Linked DNA regions of Mus musculus: regions 1 and 3 are each linked to region 2. Evidence: chromatin contacts called from public HiChIP or PLAC-seq and promoter capture Hi-C data. All regions are on one chromosome and are shown on one strand. Each heading gives the region's core, a stretch centred on a gene start, on an enhancer-like site or on the middle of the called end of the contact. The rest is flanking DNA. Distances are from core to core; before and after follow the strand shown. Region 1 holds the start of Mchr1 (melanin-concentrating hormone receptor 1). Region 2 holds the start of Fam83f (family with sequence similarity 83, member F). Region 3 holds the start of 4930483J18Rik (RIKEN cDNA 4930483J18 gene).

The links. HiChIP or PLAC-seq counts read pairs in DNA pulled down with a chosen protein or histone mark. Capture Hi-C pulls out chosen DNA fragments and counts their contacts.
Region 1: a contact with region 2 is called in a promoter capture Hi-C map of liver, with 2.1 times the contacts expected there. The contact joins the promoter of Mchr1 here to the promoter of Fam83f in region 2. A contact is called at or near these places in 5 of 39 promoter capture datasets (embryonic stem cells, liver, neutrophils and 1 more), 1 of 115 datasets of contacts at active chromatin or transcription factors (hepatocytes) and 2 of 9 other capture datasets (embryonic stem cells and liver).
Region 3: a FOXA1 HiChIP or PLAC-seq map of pancreatic cancer cells shows a contact between it and region 2. The contact joins the promoter of 4930483J18Rik here to the promoter of Fam83f in region 2. A contact is called at or near these places in 4 of 39 promoter capture datasets (the 3T3-L1 cell line, 3T3-L1-derived adipocytes, embryonic stem cells and 1 more) and 1 of 115 datasets of contacts at active chromatin or transcription factors (pancreatic cancer cells).

What each region holds. Positions count from the first base shown.
Region 1 is chr15:81,233,962-81,237,782 of GRCm38.p6, reverse strand. It overlaps Mchr1 (melanin-concentrating hormone receptor 1), which reads right to left and starts at 2,284. Exons shown (of 2, transcript NM_145132.2): 1 at 1,928-2,284; 2 at 1-650. The coding sequence starts at 2,009.
Region 2 is chr15:80,670,521-80,674,750 of GRCm38.p6, reverse strand. Fam83f (family with sequence similarity 83, member F) reads right to left here and starts at 2,904. Exons shown (of 5, transcript NM_145986.2): 1 at 2,364-2,904. The coding sequence starts at 2,834.
Region 3 is chr15:81,189,246-81,193,309 of GRCm38.p6, reverse strand. 4930483J18Rik (RIKEN cDNA 4930483J18 gene) reads right to left here and starts at 2,457. Exons shown (of 2, transcript NR_015603.1): 1 at 2,305-2,457; 2 at 553-1,493. It overlaps Mrtfa (myocardin related transcription factor A), which reads left to right and starts at 2,574. Exons shown (of 14, transcript NM_001082536.2): 1 at 2,574-2,803.

The DNA.
Region 1 (3,821 bases), core at 1,035-3,534, 560 kb before region 2:
TTGAGAGGCTGGGGCCACCGAAGACGTCATGCGCTGTAGTATTTTCACGTACGCAGCAGTGATGACCACAAACGGAAGGGCGAAGGCCAGGAAAAACTGATACAGAGTGAACCAGTAAAGATCAGTATCTGGGTTTGGTAGGCGGATGCCACAGCCCACAGCACCCCCTGGGAAGGGGATAAGCCTGGCATAGAGCCACACAGGAGTGATGCTAATGAACGAGAGAGCCCACAGGAGGCAGATCACCAGGGTGGCCATGGAGGGCTTCCGGAACTTGGTGGAGGAGATGGGATGGACGGTGGCCAAGTAGCGGTCAATGGCCATAGCAGTCAGGATGTAGGTGCTGGTGAACTGACTGTTGGCGTCCATGGCTGTGATGAGGGTGCACATGGTTTCCCCAAAGTGCCAGACACCATTACCCATGAGCTGGTGGATCATGAAAGGCATGCCCAGCAGGAAAAGCAGATCCACCACAGAGAGGTTGATGATGAAGATGTCAGGGACGTTGCTGCACCAGTGCAGCTTGGATTTCTTCACCACGGCAAAAATGACTGTGGAGTTTCCCACAATGCCCAGGAGACAGATGGTACCAAACACTGAAGGCATGATGATGTTGATGTAGGAGACACTCCTTGTGCGAGGAGGTGGCCCTGAGGATAGAAAGAGCAAGTGTGACCCGCCTTCCGATCTAGAAGCTGACAACCTGCCATGTCGGCCTTCCTGCTGGCCCCTCATGCTTTCCCTTGCAGCTTGGGGTCACTACGTCTCTGGAATCATCTCCTGCTGTTTCCCCTTCTCGGGCTATTGTTAGTTCTGTACCTTACCCTCCTCCACCGTGCCCTGGTGACTCCTATAGGATTTTCTAGATCCACCTGTTACTCAGAGGACCCCATTCTTCTTCGCTTCATCCATTTACTCAGAGGGCCAGGAGTCAAGACTCCCAGATATCTGCTGAGAACAACTTCATATCCCCGGGATCCACCAGAAAACCTTGTCAAAAAGGCTTGAAGGACATTTGTGTGTGTGTGTGTGTGTGTGTGTGTGTGTGTGTGTGTGTGTGTGTGTGTGTGTGTGTGTGTATTTGCAGCCTCATCTTTTCAGAGAGAGATGGCCAAAGGTTTCAGATAGGTTCCTAGGCATATGTGAGAAGTGACTGTCACCATGGGTGTGGGGTGTGTTTCAGGCTCCACAGCCCTGCCCTCTCCCGGTTTTCTGTCAGGGATTTCCTTGGACCATGTCTCCTGAGTCTGGGCTTTCCCAATAGGGTAGGGACTGGAGCTGTGTTACACCCCAGAAGCTTGGGAATTTCTCCACACCAACCTTCCCTCTTTCCCCTTCATTCCCTTCTCCTTCAGAGCTAGAATTTTAAGGCATTGACGTTCTGCAAATGTCAAGAAGCTTAATTCACCAGAAAAGTTAATCCTCTCACGCCCTGTGAAGTCTTTTGCTCCCAGCAGCCTTTGCCAGAAGACAGCAAGGACCACTCAGACCCCATTTCCCCAGTGCGAGGCCAGAGGATTGAGCCCAGGATAGCGGTGAATCAAAGCGCTTCTGCTGGCTCCCACATACTACCCGCCCGCTGTCTTGCTGTCTTGCTTGCTTGCTTCTCCAGCCTTGATTCCCCCCCCCCCCCCCCTGCAAAGCATATTTGGGACTCATCAGCAAGCTTTCCCCTCAAGCCTGCCTCACGTCTTGTCACCAACCCTTGTTGTTTCTAAATGTGCCTCTGCCCCATCTCTATTCCTCCCTGCCCCTTCTGTCCTAGCTGGTGTCCCCTCCTCTCCTCTTCCTCTTCAGGCAAAGCCGACTGCAGATCTTATCACCAAGAACTGTAAGATAAAGTTTCCCAGGCAGTTTGGCTTGGGAGGTGAAACCTTCCCATTTTCCACACCCATCCCGGAGGAGGGAGGACTCCAACTCGACTCACCCGCCAATGTGAAATTATCCTGGCCATCGGAGATGTTGCTGGCATTGGGGCCAGTGGACAGCAACGAGGCTTGCAGATCCATGCAGCCGGTGCAGGTCGCCTGCTCCCTGGAGTGGAGCGCCCGTCCACCCACGCAGGCTGCGGCAGCCTCCAGCGCCCTCCACCGCCTTGTCCGGAGCTTGAGCCCCGCAGTCCAGAAAAGGGTCTTCCTCTACCGCCTGGCAGCCTCTGCTGCCTCTGAGCCCAACTGCTCGCCCCACTCCCTCCTTCCCAGCTCCCACTGACATCACCTAGACACATTAACATTCGGAGGCAGATGCATGTTAACCTCTTCGGTCCCGGCTGCGGCTCCTACTCCTGACTGCCTGCAGAGCCAGCAGCTAGGCTCAAGCCATCCCATGCGGAGGAGCCTGCCTTTGCGCTGTCTCCCAGGGCTGAATTCTGAGCTCACAGGGGCTACCGCTTATCTTGCATGGCCATCCAGGTCTTTGCAAAAGCAAAGGGGGTGGGTGGGGGAGCAATGCTTGCTTTAAAGAAGCTGGACCACGTGGCAAAAGCCAGGGGTACTGTTCTCAATGCTGGGGACTCAAGCCTGGACTGACACATCCTTGGTTCCCAAGCACTCTGGAGGTCACCCTAAACCTTTCCTGTGTCCTGGTAACTTCCAAACATCTCCTTGGCTAGATGACAATTGCTAGTTGTGCAAAGGAGGTTCCAGGCTTTCTGTGGTGCCAATAGTCAGGGGCTGGTGTGCAGACAGAACAAACTTCCCTCTGCACAGATCAGTGGAGGCCAGCCACAGAGGGTTTTATTTTCTAGTGTTCTGAGGTTTTGTCTGGGATTCTGTGAAACAATTATCAGAGCATAAGAGAATAAATAAGTCCACTCAGAGATTAGAATGGACAGTAGCCTCAGAGGGCACAGGCATTAGAGAACTCTCTGCAGACTCCTGCTGACAGCTCCGGGAGATTCACAATCAAATGCTACACCACCAGGGCCAGATGCAGAGCCTAAGTCCTTGGCTAACATGGTTGCCTGTTAACCCTTATCAACGAGCACAGAAGCACAGAGAGACATCCTTATAGCTACCCCGAGTTCCAGCCATACTCTTCCTTACTGATGTTGGATATGAACATGCCTGGTTTTTCAGGCCGAGTTGTTGATTGTCCCTAGTATACCTCTTCTTCTAGGCCTCTTGATCCACCAGCATGAAGAACTTAAAATAAGGCTGTATGGGGGCTGGGGATGGAGCTCAGTTGGTAGAGTATTTGTCTCACAGGCACGAAACTCAGGGTTTCATCCCCTATACTCATAAACTGGACATGCATGCCAGTAATCCCAGCACTTAGGAGGTGGAGGCAGGAGGATGAGAATTTCAGGGCTTCCCCCCCCCCCACAGAGAGAGAGAGAGAGAGAGAGAGAGAGAGAGAGAGAGAGAGAGAGAGAACCAGATGGTAGTTTGACCATAGGCACAGTGGGATGGTTAGTGTATTTCTGGTGGACTCTGATGCCCCCAACTCCATGATGCCCCCAGACCCAGGTGTCCTTTGTGGTATTAGTGGAGGGAATACTGTGGTGGTTTGAATGAAAATGTCCCGCACAGGCTCATACATGTGAATATTGGGTCCCCAGTTAGTGAGCCTTGTTTGGGAAGAATTGAGAAGTATATTACTAGGTAGGGATGCTTTTGGGGTTTCAAAAACCCATCCCTCCGTTCCCAGTTAGCTCTCTGGGCTCCTGCTTGCAGGATGTAAGCATTTATCGGCTCCTGATACCCCATCTTTGCTCCACCATTATAGACTCTAACCCTCTGAAACACTTTCTTTTATAAGTAGCGCTGTTTGTAGTGTCTTTAGAGCAATAGAAAACCAAGACAGATGCTCTCTGGGTTTCT
Region 2 (4,230 bases), core at 1,655-4,154:
ATCCATTCAAACTCCATGCAGAATCCCACCGTACCGTGACAAAGGGCAGCAGGTTAGGGTAGTGCAGTGGTTCAGAGCTAGGGCTTCAGTGTTTGGATTCTGCCTCTGCTGTTTACTAAGTTAGGCAAATAACTTAACTGTCCTAGTAACTTAACTGCCCTGCGTTGGGGATGCAGAGATGGCTCAGCGGTTAAGAGCACTGACTGCTCTCCCCAGAGGTCCTGAGCTCAATTCCCAGCAACCACGTGGTGGCTCACAACCATCTGTAATGGGATCCGATGCCCTCTTCTTCTGGTGTGTCTGAAGACAGCAACAGTGTACTCACATACATTAAAAACAAACTGTCCTGCATTTTGTTGTTTGTTTGGTTTTTTTCTCCAAATATAAGGAAAACTTCTGTCTTGCCCAGAGTATGAGACAGGGCTTGGGCAGTGAAGGTTTGCTGCTAAACTTGACAGCCTAGCTGCTATTTGTGCTCTGAGCCTCAGTTTCCTTACTATAAAAGAGAGCGACGTACACAGGCTCAGCTCCCAACAAACAAACTGCTTTGTATTTTGAAAGAAAAGAACTCTCTCATTTCCCACTCAGTACTCCACTGAGACTGCCCATCCCAGTTTTTTTTTTTTTTTTTTTAATCTGCCATTCCAAACCTACAACTCACTTCCCACTGGGAGAAAAGAGAGATGGATTCCTGCAAGTTATCCTCTGACCTACCAACACACACACACACACACACACACACACACACACACAATTTCAGTCAACTTCTGAAAGCAAATGACCAAAAACACAGTGGGTGACATGTCACAAGCTAAGTAAATTAGTTTGGTGAATGTTACGGAATGTTTCACCATCAGTCCTGACCCTTGACTCCAGCTACAATCCACTGCCACCCACTTCCTTATCCTGTGTGTGTGTGTGTGTGTGTGTGTGTGTGTGTGTTCAGTCTTGCCTTTTTTTTCTTTTTCAGCAGAGTGTAGCACACAAAGAAAGCTTAGTCACACAAGGAACAATTATCTAGAGGGAAGGTGGAAGGAAGGACAGTGAAAAGCTAACTTCTCTGGCAAGCATCTCGTCCACAGCCAGGCCACGCCTCCCAGAAAGAAGAGACCTTCACTGTCCTTCCTAGCATCTCTTTTGTTTGGCCTCCAGGATAAAGATGGCTGTAATTACACTCACAAAGTTAGGTAACAACAGTGGACCCAAGCCTCTAGTTGCACATTCTGATCTGGGCATCAAAGGTTGTTGGCGTTGCTTAATAAATCCCAGTGGCCTGGGGGTGGGGGATGCTTGCCCTCAACCCTGACTACCTGCATTCAACTTTAAGAACCCACATACATGGTAGCAGGAGAGAACAGACTCCCCAAAGATGTCCTTTGACATCCATATGTGCCAGGACACCCCAAACACAATACATGCATGGGATAAAAGTATGTCTATCACCTCTCAGTCTTTAGAAGGTAAAATAATATCTGTCCCATTAAATCTGAATTTAGGTAAATGAAAAGTCACTTTTAGCATCAATGCAGCCGCCGTGCAGCTTATTTGGAATAAAAAGATACAAAAAGACCTATTTGAAGTTTGAATTTAATGCAATAGCCCACATTTTATCTGGAAACTACCCAAGTACCCAAGGGCACAGAGGAAAAGATTAGTCTTTCACCTACCCCACAGCCAGCTGTCCAACTGGTATTCTAACCAGGCTCCTTGGAAACATCTCTCAACACCCAAGCAGAGCAGATGGGCAAAGTAGGAGCCTCTTCCTGAGCTTGGTCCAGTGCTTTGTGGGAGCACCCAACACTGGGCCAAGCCACTGCTAGAGCTTAAAATAGCGTTCCTCATTCATTTGAGCCTGCTTGGGCTCTAGTGCCAAGCCCAGGAGAGGATGATAATGGGAAAGTCGGGTTGTTTGGGGGAGAAAGGCTCCTAAGAAAAGCTCATCTGGCCCAGAGGGGAAGGGAGGCTATTACCAACTTCATGCGATTGTGAAGATCAAATAGGGAAACGGCCGAGGATACGCCTTGTAAATAAATCCCTGGTGATAGTTCATGATCAAGCCCTTTGAGTGGCTAGTTTAGCACAGGGCCTCACAACTGTCACACTGCCCAAGGAAGATGGATGGTGACAGAGGTATACCAACACAAGGCTAGCGCACCTAGACACTGTAGTAAGAAAAACCAGTGCTTTGCCACGAACTTACACATCCATCTTTCAAAAGGTCTCATCACAGCTGCACAAGGTGAGCGCCAGCGGGGGTCCATTTCCCAGAGGATGGTGAGAGTGGCCCGCAAGTGAGACCAGGCAGGGGAGTGTGTGTGTGTGTGGGGGGTCCCTCTGGTGCAGGACTGGGGCCCGAGGCCTACCTTCTGGGCCTGCTGGATCATCTGCCTGACCACCTGCTTCAGGTGCGGTGCCTTCTCTTCTTTGGGCGGGTGGGTGAAGAGCGTGACTCGGCTCACACCGCGGTAGAAGTTGGTGTCTGTCCACCCCAGGTCCAGTGGGGGCACTTCGGTGTCCGAGCGGTCTGGCCAGTAGGCCAGGGACTCAGTGGGCTGGGCCGGGACCTTGGCCTTGGCCTTAGCCTTGGCACGGGTGCTGGAGACTGCCTCCTCGTAGGGGCTCCAGGCGGCGCAGAGGGCCTGGCGCTCCTGGCTGGAGAGGAAGTCCCGCAGCCGCTCCTTCTTGACCAGTTCGCGGTAGGCCTGCTCGCCTCCACCCAGCAGCGCCTCCAGCGCGGCCCGCCGCCTCTCGCAGTAGTAGAAAGCTGCATGTGCCTCGGTCACCCTCTCGTTCACGTGCGCCTCGTCCAGGCAGCTCAGTTGGGACTCGGCCATGGCGCCCCAGCCCTGTCCCGGGGCCCCAGGCTCGGACCCTGCTGTCCCCACCGCCGCACCTGGAGCGCTCGAGGGGCGGGGCGCCTCACCTGGCCGCGAGGTCCGCCTCGGCCCGCCCAGCGATCGCCAGTCGGCCAATCGGCGCGGGCCCCGGTGCGGGCGCGGCCGTCGGGCGGAGAGGGACCGCCGCCTCTGCAGGGCTTGCGGGGACCTCACGGGCGGCTCAGCCGACGCCCTGCGTCTCTGGCCTACTTAGCCCGGCTGGGGTGCAGAGTGTCGGCGTGGAAGTGAAAGCCCGGCTGTGGTCAGAGGCACGTGCGGCCTTTGAGTCACGCCCGCCTCCCAGCTGCGACCCATCAGTGCAGGGAAGGTCGGCGACCTGACCCCTTTACGCCTCCAGCACCCTCGGGACTCAGCCCCGCGGGTACAGCCTCATCTTCCCGCAGGCAGGGCCCAGAGCACGTGTTCTAGTCCGGACGCCTGCGGAATTTAGTAGCATCCTGACCCACTCCGGCCTTCAGGGTCCAAGTGTGTGTGCTGTTGGGCTAGATCGTCGGACTGTGTAGGGGGCAGTCTGTGTGGGAAAGCAAAGATGCTAATGAAATCCCTAGTTCTCCCGCCCACGCGTCCCAGTTCTGAGATCAGAGGCCTCCAGGGGCTGTCAATTCAACACCAACACCGTCACTACAAAATTTTTTTCTCCTAAAAGAATCACCCAAATAGCAAAGATGTAAGCAGGAGGCAGTGGATTTGCCCCTCATTTTAATTTGAAGTGGTGTGTGCGTGTGTTTGGGCCTGATAGGCTGCCAGAGGCCTGATTACTATATTAGCGATTCAAAATACATGTTTGAGCCCAAGGAAGGAAGCTGAGCACAGACACGCGCGTGCACACCACCACCATCACCACCAGAGGATCTGCTGTTTCCCATTGGATTAAATACAATCTTCTTAGTCATTAACATATTATTTTGTTCGTGTGCTGCTGTACAATTTTGATTCTCCACATTCAAAATATTTTCAGATCATAGCAACCAAAGGTTCACATTTCTCTCATTTTGTAGCACAGCGACTTGGAGCTGGAAGGAGCTTTAGAAATGAGTCCAACCCCCTCATTTCACAAACGAGGAAATTGAGGCCTAGAAATAAATGCTTTTCTATATCTCCCGAGAAAGGAGCGGCTAAGCAAAGGAACTGCTATGCTCTCTGCGGTGAGGGAGGTCCTTTCCCAACATGTGGCCTCCTTTGCTTGTTCTTATAAAGAAACAGAGGTTATTGGGGTTATTAGGGGTGTGTATGAAGGAGTCAATAGGCATCTCTCTCTCTCTCTCTCTCCCTCTCTCTCTCTCCTTCCTTCTATCTCTCTCTCACTCCTTCCTTCTCTCTCTCTCTCTCACTC
Region 3 (4,064 bases), core at 1,208-3,707, 520 kb before region 2:
TTGCTCATGGAAGAATAGGTTTATTTGTGAGCTGGTGGGCTTTTCAGGTCTGAGGAATGTGCCCTGCAGAAGGCCATAAATGAGCACACTGTTCTTTGAATAACCAATAGCGTACACTCGTGGTTCCTTTGCACCTTGGCTCTTACACCAGGGTTGCGTCTTTGTGGACAATATCCAGTATGCCCTGCCTTGGGCTTATCTTGGAGAAATCTTCACCACACCAGTAATTCCAGACTGGAGGACTTTCTCCTCTGAGGGTGCCTCTGCATGTGTCATCTGTTAGTCAGGACTCAGCCTACTGTGGAAGTCTCTCAAGCATTACCTTAGCTTCTCCCAACTTAGCGCAGGTACCCCAAGGCTACGGTTTACCGAATCTCCTCTGTCTCACCCCTCAGTGAGACACGTACCTCAAGAAGTTACGTGTTGTACAAGGTGTGGTGATGAGTGCTCAGAAGCCCAGGACCCGGGACGCGAAAGCAGGAGGGTCATGAGTTCAAGGTCATCCTTGACCATATAGCAAGTTAGAGGACTTATATACATAAAATCTTATTTCATTTTAAGTTTTTATTTATATAGCATATATAGTTATTGAACATATAATTTTATTAGGGCTTTTGTGGTTTTTTTTTTTCTTTCTTTCTTTTTTTTTTTTTTTAATCTTGGGAGGGAAGGTGTGACTAAGAGGCCACAGGATCTGGGCTACCTCCAAGGTTCTGTGATGAGACACATGGTACGGAACTTGAAGCTGACTTACAGATGAATAACTGGGAATTACTCAGGGCCGGGCTGGCTTACTGCAGTGGATAGAGAGAGTTGCAGCTCCTTCTCCTATCCCAACAGAGCCACACACCACTGAGAAGTCTGGGAGATTTCCGGGGGAGAACGGAAGCCATACAGAGTAACTCACTCAGAGATGTAACATGCGTTACCTCCTTCCAGTCACTGTGGCTTCCCATGTCTGTCAGGATGCCCCTGAGGGTTTCTGCTTCTACAGTGTTAACCCTTGCTCTCACACTGGGGACTCTGTTCTCCAGAACCTTCTTTCTTTTTCCTTGTGTCCAGCAGCTCTGTCCTTGCAAAAGCACAGCTATCTTGCAAGAGCCCCTCAAGACTGGGCTTGTTGACTGTAGATGTTCCTGCATTGACGGAAGGACTTAGGGGGGGCTTCTCTGAATCCTTGCTGGATCCCAGTTACCTCCTCCAACATCCCCCCGCTCATTGGGGAGAGGAATCTCTCAAGTCCTCAATTTTGCCCTAGCTGCTTGAGGTCTTGTGACTTGGCTAGAGTTGTGTAGATTATGGAAGTTTAACTGAACTGTGTATGTCATCTACGCAGCTATGGGGACATCATCATCCATGCTGGGGTGCAACTTTTTGGTGGTCTCGCTGCTTTGGGGGCCAGCCATGATTTCTTAGCAAGCCCAATAAACTCACTGGTTTTCCACGTTGGACTCTGGGGCAATCATACTTCAGTTTATCCAGTGGATGGTGGCCTAAAAGGAGGAGATAGACGGTTGTTTATATCTCCCAAGGGAAAGTGTTTCGGAAACACTAAGGCACCAAGTCCGAATTATTTCTCCTTTTCAGCGCTCTCCCCCTTTGTTGGGGGGAAGGGGTGGTGTTCCAGAAAAGGGGCCTCCATAGTGGCTCTTAGCAACTTGACCGGGTGGGCTTTAACTAGTCTCACCGCTTTAGTAGATAAGTCTCTTTAAATGTTGGATTTATGCAGTTATGCTCTCTCTCTCTCTCCCACACATACACCCACACACCCACACACACACAGACATACACACACTTTTAGGCTACACACCAGCAGTTTAGAATTTTAAAGTTGGAAGAGCCGCCCAGATTCATTTAGTGCAGTGAGGCCCCGGATAAAATCTGGGTTCATTCAACTCTTTCCCTCCAGCTGCAAGCGCTTCCGCTGTTGATAAATAATCTCAACAGTCTAGGCAGGTAGGTGTCAGTCCTTTTACCGGAGGAGAACCGACTCAGAGAAAAAAAGCGCTTGGCCACGGAAGGGCAGGGACATGACAGAGTTCAGGGCTCCAGGCCAGAGCGGCATTTATTGTGTCCTTTCGGGAAATGCGAATGTGAAATAATCGACTTGGGAGTCCCGGCGGAGCAAAGACAGGAGGAAGGACCAAGATGAAGACTGCAGGATTTTTGCATTAAACCTCCAGGCTGGGCACCGAACCCTAGGTAGCTAGCTCCGCGGTCACCCTTTGACAGGGTGATCAGATGTGTTACGGTTTCTTTAAGACCCAGACTCCGCCCCCCGGCTCATCGCCGACCTCCTCCCACCTCTTGGCGGCCGCTCCGCCAGTTCCAGACTTCCTTCAGCGATGAAGTCATCTCTCAGTTACCGATTGGCTGCGCTATGATGTCAGTCACAGAAGTCGCGCCGCCGTACTAGCCTCCCTCGTTCCTCTTCCTTCGGCGAACGCCCCCTAAATCGGGCTAGCCCTAACGGCGCTAGGTTTCTGATTGGTCGATACGGCTGTCGCTCCCAGGCGGGTAGGGGGGAGGGTGCGGAGGCGGGACCCGGAGTGGTGGGAGGGCCCGCAGCTTCCGTGGCTGAGTGGAGCCGGCGGCGGTCGTGTCTGCGGTGTCCCCGGCGGCAAGAACGACCGTCCCACCCTCCCCACCCCCTCGTTCCCGCTCGCCACGCTCCCTCGGCTTGCGCGGACCTCTCCCTAACTTGGTGCAGTCTGACTGGTACTAGAGGCTCGGGAGGATACGTGAGCGGCTGGCACCGGAGTGGGGCGAGCCGCGGAGCCCGGGCCAGGAGGCGAACGAGGCGGTGAGTGAGAGTTCGGGCAGGGTCCCCCTCCCCCACCGGCCCCGCCCCGCTCGAGCATCCTTTCTCCCCTCGACCCTTCCGCGTGTGCCCTGGACCGGCCGGCCGCTGTAGGCTCCGAGCCCGGGATTGCCTCCCGCAGTCCTCCACTCCAGTCCCGCCCTTTCCCAAGGGGCTGGGGTCTCAAAGCCCTGGTCACTCGACAGGACAGTCGAGTGCGACCGTGCACCTGTGCACCGCCTTGCAGGGCTGTGCTGGCTAGGGAGCAGCTAGGTTCCCGCCCTGGCTGCTCCCCGAGTGTGTGTAATCTGCTTGGGACCGACCGGTCGAGCGCTTTCTCCCGGCCCTTGTGCAAACCTGGAGGATCCAGGTGCAATCCGCAGGCTTCTCGTGGCAAGGAGGTTCACCTGGACCTGACGACCATATAGCAGCATGGGTGCCTCCAGGTCTGCAGGGCTCCGCAGATTTGAAACTTGACCGCCAAAGAAGTGTCCGTCTCGCGTGTGTGTGTGTGTGTGTGTGTGTGTGTGTGTGTGTGTGTGTGTATGTGTGTGTGACTGTTTGTCTATGTACCTTTGATGACTTCCGCCCTCCTCGCTCCATAAGAAAACACTAATACTATAGAGTGGTTAGTGCTGGAGCTTTCCCTGTTAGATTATCAAACCTACGTTTAGATTGCTTATCTGGAAAATGGAACTAACAATACCTATTACATTGGAATGCAGACAGTAAATGAAAGAATTCGTAATAAAACGCTTGGAATGGTGTTCAACACATACAAGGAAGGGATCCAAGAAAAGACGAGTATCCTGATGTTGAGAACTGCTGGATAGGTGTGTGAGTACAGTATAGCTTGTCTTTGTCAGGATTTCTCTTTGTTAGATGACAGAACCAAAGGACAGACTGGTGGTCAGTTTACTGCTTGCCCGAATACTTTGGCATAAAGTGTGTGAAGACTAAGAATGTGAACTTCATTACTTAAATATGATGAAATTACACCTATGCTTCATGGGTTCACATAGTTTTAAAATCCATAAAGTGTCCGGAATGTCCCCAAATTGTAAGTTTTCGAGATCTGAAGCCAAAGCCTGTAGCCTGATCTTTATGTTCAAGAAGTCAAACTTAAGGGCTTTACTGTAGAAGCCCCTTCCACCAAAAAAAGTCCACTTATGAAGTTTTATTGTTGAAAATGAACTGCCTTCCAGGGGTAAAATGGTACAGCCAACTGGCCCACAGCCCCATCCCTGTAGGGAGGGGAACCCTT